2 separate regions of the Mus musculus genome follow, and region 2 is linked to region 1. Evidence: chromatin contacts called from public promoter capture Hi-C data. All regions are on one chromosome and are shown on one strand. The core of a region is the stretch at or near the end of the contact, and the rest is flanking DNA. Distances in the headings are between cores, read along the strand shown.

The links. Promoter capture Hi-C pulls out the DNA fragments that hold promoters and counts their contacts.
Region 2: a contact with region 1 is called in a promoter capture Hi-C map of hippocampal neurons, with 6 times the contacts expected there. The contact joins the enhancer-like site here to the promoter of Il7 in region 1. A contact is called at or near these places in 7 of 39 promoter capture datasets (the 3T3-L1 cell line, 3T3-L1-derived adipocytes, the C10 cell line and 4 more) and 5 of 115 datasets of contacts at active chromatin or transcription factors (SST interneurons, bone marrow-derived dendritic cells, embryonic stem cells and 2 more).

The regions. Positions count from the first base shown.
Region 1 is chr3:7,612,286-7,615,086 of GRCm38.p6, forward strand. Il7 (interleukin 7) reads right to left here and starts at 1,475. Exons shown (of 5, transcript NM_008371.5): 1 at 886-1,475. The coding sequence starts at 895. Gm16685 (predicted gene, 16685) reads left to right here and starts at 420. Exons shown (of 3, transcript NR_168341.1): 1 at 420-524.
Region 2 is chr3:8,543,602-8,546,658 of GRCm38.p6, forward strand. Stmn2 (stathmin-like 2) reads left to right here. Exons shown (of 5, transcript NM_025285.2): 3 at 1,972-2,144. Among named protein-coding and RNA genes, the nearest start is that of Stmn2, 36 kb to the left of the region's middle. Within about 2 kb of position 1,755, at least 2 of the 459 cell types and tissues checked have an H3K27ac peak or open chromatin away from gene starts, as enhancers often do. A contact at or near this core is called in hippocampal neurons, where this site is marked.

The DNA of each region.
Region 1 (2,801 bases), core at 225-2,724:
CTTGCTTGAGGAAGTATTTAAAACACCTGCATTCCCTTAGGTAGACCTCCTCACACTCCATTCTGTTCTCATCTCTATTAGTTCTAGCTACAAATGGATTCCAGCCTCTGTCAATTCTGTTCTTGTCCACTTTAAATCCTTACTTATTTAAAACTAATGCAAGCCTATTAGATTTGATCAGGGAGCTAAGAATTTGTACTCATGGGTACTTAAAGTTCTGCCTCCCTTAAGTAGCAAATATATAGAAGGAAAATAAAATCTGGCCTTTTGCAATCTCAGCCGCAGGACTTGGGTTCCCAGCAAACAAGTCAACTTACAGCCTGGATCGGAAACTCCCAGACTTACTGCGGGGAGAAGAGGGGGTTTTCCAATGATCTGTCCTTTAGGGTTTAAAAGCGCATCCTGGGAGCGACTCTTTCATTCTCCATGAAGTTCTGAGCTGCGAGAGCCCAGCAACGCCCTGAACCCAGGCAGCCTGTGAGTAACTGCACAGCCAGGAAGCCAGGAAGGGCTGCATTGAAGAGGTACTGGCTAGGGACAAAGTGGCTGAAAACCACTGACTACTGAGTCTTGACTGCAGGGGGCCACCGCGTCGCGGCTCCCGCACTGAAGCTCTGGGTCTGGGGATCTGAAAACCGCCTCGGGAACTGTTCCTCCCCGCCCGCCAGGGTTGTACGCCCAGGTGCCAATGGTTCTGGGCAACCGAGCTCAGCGCGGGTAGTGGCTGACCATGGGAGAGGCCAAGCTCTCAGCCTGTCCAAAGTGCAAGGCCGGGCTATTCCCGGACGTGCGGAGGCGCGGGGGCGGGTGGCACCTCCCGGACTGTCCCAGAGTCCCCGGCGCGCTAGGCGCACCTACTTGTGCGCACCAGAGAGCAGCGCTTACCATGGAACATGGTCTGCGGGAGGTGGGTGTAGTCATGATGACTGGGACTGCAGCAGGAGCCGGCTCTCACCACCCATAATCACTCCCAGGACCCCGGTCATCCACCGGGTGGCCGCAAACCGGTGCTGGGCAGGGCAGTTCAGGCAGCTGACTCCTCTCACCCACGCCACGCCTGGTCCATCCATCCCAAGAGGGGCCGCATGCATCACCGGCCACCCAGGCGCTCTGGCTTTGCCATAACTTCCGTAGGATCTGCCGGCAGACTAAGCAGGGTACTTTCAGTTTCTACTTTGCGCTGGGTCTTCAGGTTCAATGTTTGGGTTTATACCCTCAGCGTCTTCCCCAGTCACCTGGACCAGGATCAGTGGTTGCTGCGAATTGAAAGTAGCTCAGGAGAAGCCAGCTGGCCTTCTGGATCAGAAAGATTCGGCTAATAGGCTTTTCAAATGACTTCTAACCTCTCTGGCAACTCTGTGAGACTGGGAGCTAAAACCGCTGGTTACTAATATGTCCACAGAAGCCACAAATGTGCAGCAGAGAAAGCTCGCTATTGCAAGTCAGTTCCACTGAGGAGGCGTCGCTGCTTCTGCTGCCGCCGATGTAAGTCATCTTAAAAAAAAAAAAAAAAAAAAGGAAGTGAAGGATGATTAAGAGGGTCACGCCCTCTGCCCCTCTAGGTTCTCTAGTTTGTTTTTTTTTTTTTTTTCCTCCCTGTCATCTGTGCAATGCACCTGCTCAGGTAGGACTTTAAGAACAAATAATTCTTGTGAGTCCATCCAGTCTAGTATGTAAGTGGTAGCTTCAGAAAACCAAAACTCGTATTAGTTGGGGGCACATAGAAGTTCTGCATAGTAACTATCTCCCACAGTTATCTCCTGACATAGCTAATCACCATTGTGATTGTTTCATTAAAGTGTTTTGTTTTGTTTTAATAATAGGCCTGAATTACCGAGGGGATTCCTGATTTAGTGTTGTTTCTTATAATCAGGAGAAACACTGCTTAGGTGAAGGCAGGTTGTGCAAACCAGTAACAAGAGAGATCTGAGATCAGGACCATATCTCTCATATATCTAGTATTTGCTCTATGCCAGGACTCTTGGTCAGGAATTTACATGTATTTTGGCATCTGGAGTTTTCTGCCGAGGCAATCTGTTTTCTTATCTGCAGTTGAAAGATACACATGGGAACAGAGGCTTCCTTAAGTAACAGAGCTAAGTTCACGTGGCTGAATTTGGATAAAAAACACCTGCAGGCTGGCTTCAAAGAGTCTGCTTGGAATCTCTTGTGGAAGAGAACCTTGTAAATAATGGAGGATACAGTAGACTAAGAAGACGCCCTAGGGTGGTGGGTGTGCTCTTAACGCTCTGGGGAACCTCAGAAAGGGGTCTGGAGCTGGCGGTTCCTAATCGGACATCAGGACACGAGCTTCAGATTCTGTCTGTTAACAGTGAAAAGAGGCAGAGAGGTACTGTTTGTGCATTTAGAGTGTGGACCATAGGAGTTCTAACTGGGCACTGGCCTGTGGACTCTGCAGGGACTCTCACTTTCCACATTCAATGTAAAACCTGTTGTCTTAGTGCACTTCCAAAATAAATCCTACCCGGTGCCTGCAGGGCTGTTTAAACACCTCTCTGTTGTCTCTCTTGTTGTCATCCTGCTCAAAGCATCAGGAGATTTGACAGTACTTGTTATCTTCACTGCAGCCCTGGTCTCCAGACAGCTCCCATCCACAGAGAAGGGCTATCTAGAATAGGATTAGGCTCCAGCGTTGCAGTATGACAGGATGGAAGAGAGCTACTGTGGTGAGAAAGCATTTCAACGATGGAACATGGAAAAATGTCCACCAAAAAAAAAAAAAAAAAAAAAAAAAAAAGGAAAGAGAGGAAAGAGAAAGAAAACAGGGAATTGCTGGCAAA
Region 2 (3,057 bases), core at 505-3,004, 930 kb after region 1:
TCTGATGCTTTGGGACTAGGCAGAAAAGCACATCTGTGGGAGCTGTTTGAAGCTGAAGAGGCAACTCCACATCACGGCCGGCACTTCGAAAAACTCAGTAGAGACACTCAGATTTCGAACGTGTTCACTTGGCCTTGTATTTCTATCTGGATAGTAATTATCTGAGCAATGTACAGACAATGGGAAGGACTCTTTCCAGAGCTCAAATAAAAAATCACCATGTATTAGAGTAAGAGATTCGGCCATGAGTGTTTGGGAATCTCCTGGGGATCTTGGAACCACCCTGGACGGTACCAGGAGACATCCACACTTGAAATATTAGTAACATGTAGCAGTATCTTAATCCTAAGAAGTTTTTGGTTGCAAAAAAAGACCAGAGGGCATGAGGGTCACACCAAAGCACTCAGTGATAACTGAAGACTGACCAATGAAGTTTTAAAGAAATCAGTACCTTTTCCTACATATGAGCTATGAAGTTATAAATGTCCTCCAAGTTACTACCTATCTATCACTTTTTATTTTATAAATTATTTTAGATTATAAATGATAGCACAGGATTAAAACACGAAAGTCTGACAATCAACTTATTAATCATACAATGTATGATTAAACTGTGAAGGTCTGGTGATCTCCTTATGGTCAGTAGATGATAAACATAAGCCAATGATAAACATAGCTAGTGATTTTCTGTTTATTGTTTAATTGACAATTAAAATTGAATGTGTCTACAGTATGCATGTTTTGAAATACAATATACATTGATAATGGCTAAATCAAGTTATCTAACACATGCTTATTTCATGTGTTATCATGTATTTGTGGCAAGAATCCAATCAGAGAAAGTAGATTAAAAATGTGTAGACTGCTGATGAAATGGAGTTTTCATTTACATTAAAAAAGTGTCATTTGCAAGAATTGATGGAACTGAAGATCACTTATTAGCATGGTAAATCAGATTCAAAGAGACACATGTCTCATCTCCTTTCACATGGTTATATATATATATATATATATATATATATATATATATATATATATATATTTATACATACACACATGATGTGAATATAGGAGGAGGAACAACGTTTGGGAAGAAGGAGACTAGGAGGAAGGAGGTAGAGAAAGTCAAAGGAGGGAAATGGAGTGTGAACACAAACAAAGCACTAGATAGGAAAGTTGGAAAATTTCATAACCACATCCAACATTTTGTACAATGAGCACATTCTAATAATTTTTAAACATAAACATAACACAATATATCATCACTATAAATCACATTGAACTGGTTGGATGTTTTGTCAGCTTGACACAATCCACAGTCACTTGGGAAGAAGGAGCCTCGGTTGGAGATTGACCCCACCACACGGGCATGTGCACGTGTCTATGGGCATTCTCCTGACTGATGTGGGAGGGTCCAGCCAACGGTAGGTGGTGCTACCCTTAATCTTGGATTGTATGTGAAAGCAAGCTGGGCAAAGCACAGAAAGGAGGCCGGGAAGCAACGTGCCTCCATGGGCTCTGCTTCACTCTCAGCCTCCAGGTTTCTGCTGAAGTCTGAGCCCTGGCTTCCCTCAGTGGTGGATTGTGTCGTGGAAGTGTAAGCCAAATGCACCCTTTCCTCCCAAGTTGGTTTTTGTCATGGTGTTTTGTCACAGTGACAGAAAGCGAACTAGAAGACTCATGAACGTATTTTAATTGCCTAGATGAAATTTTGTACTATCTAGCCAGCATCTGCGCAGACTCCATCAGACTTGGCAGACATTTTACACTCTGCTCTATGAGGACAGGAATTCTGTCTTTCTGTTTCTGACTTTCTCTCACTACAATGCACTCCAGGTTTATCTACATAGCTGCAAATGACAATTTCCTAAATTTATGATCAAAAGCATTTATGCAGATGCTGCACTCCATGACATTAAAGCAGTTGCATGATTCAGCTGCCGACTTAACACTCTGCTGTTCCTTCCACAGACATGGAGGTGAAGCAGATCAACAAGCGGGCCTCTGGCCAGGCTTTTGAGCTGATCTTGAAGCCACCATCTCCCATCTCAGAAGCTCCACGAACTCTAGCTTCTCCAAAGAAGAAAGACCTGTCTCTGGAGGAGATTCAGAAAAAGCTGGAGGCTGCAGAGGAGCGAAGAAAGGTAACTTTCTCCAGGGGGGTTGTCGTCATCGTAGTTCTTGTTGTTGTTCTTGTTCTTATTTTGTTTGGCCTGGTTTGGCTGGTCTGGCCTGGTCTCGTCTGGTCTGGATTGGTTTGGTTTGGTTTGGTTTAATTTGGTTTGGTTTGGCTTCTTTTGTTTTCTTGAGACAGGGTTCCTCTATGTAGTATAGGCTGTCCTGGAACTTGCTCTGTAGACCAGGTGGCCTCAAAGTCACAGGTTTTTAAAGTCTCTCTTTTCTTCCTCCCCTCTGCTCCCTTCCTTTCTTTTTCACAGATACACACACACACACACACACACACACACACGGGGGAGGGGGGGGAGAAAGAGAGAGAGAGGTTCAATCAGAGATTCCAAGAGACAATGGTACCTGAGTGAGCCTGCACGATCTGAACACCTTCAATTCTCTACAGTAGGATACTAAAAGACTATGGACATTAAGACTGGAGGGCAGAGGTTGGAAAGCCCAGTAAAGAGCACTTCCCAAGTTCCATTCCAAGCATCCATTTCAAGGGACTCTCACCTCTGGCTTCCACAGGAAGCTACACTCCCAAGTGCACAGACCACTCTCAAGTGCACATACACTCCCAAGTGCACATTCCACTCCTGATCCCCACCCCCACCACACACACATACAATTAAAAATAAATATTTTGAAAAATATGAGAGCAGTAAGATATGCTGGCAAATCTGTGAATTAAAGATGTTCTGTCTAGATGTACCTGCTCCAATGGGCTGTATTTTCCTGTCAGGCATCTTTGATATAAAGCATCTTTGAACTGTATTTTCCATTTGCTTTATCATGATGTATTTTAGACTCATGAGGTCACTATGGATATCCTGCACATACACACAGTTCAATTATGTAAATTATATAAATTATATCATTTTATCA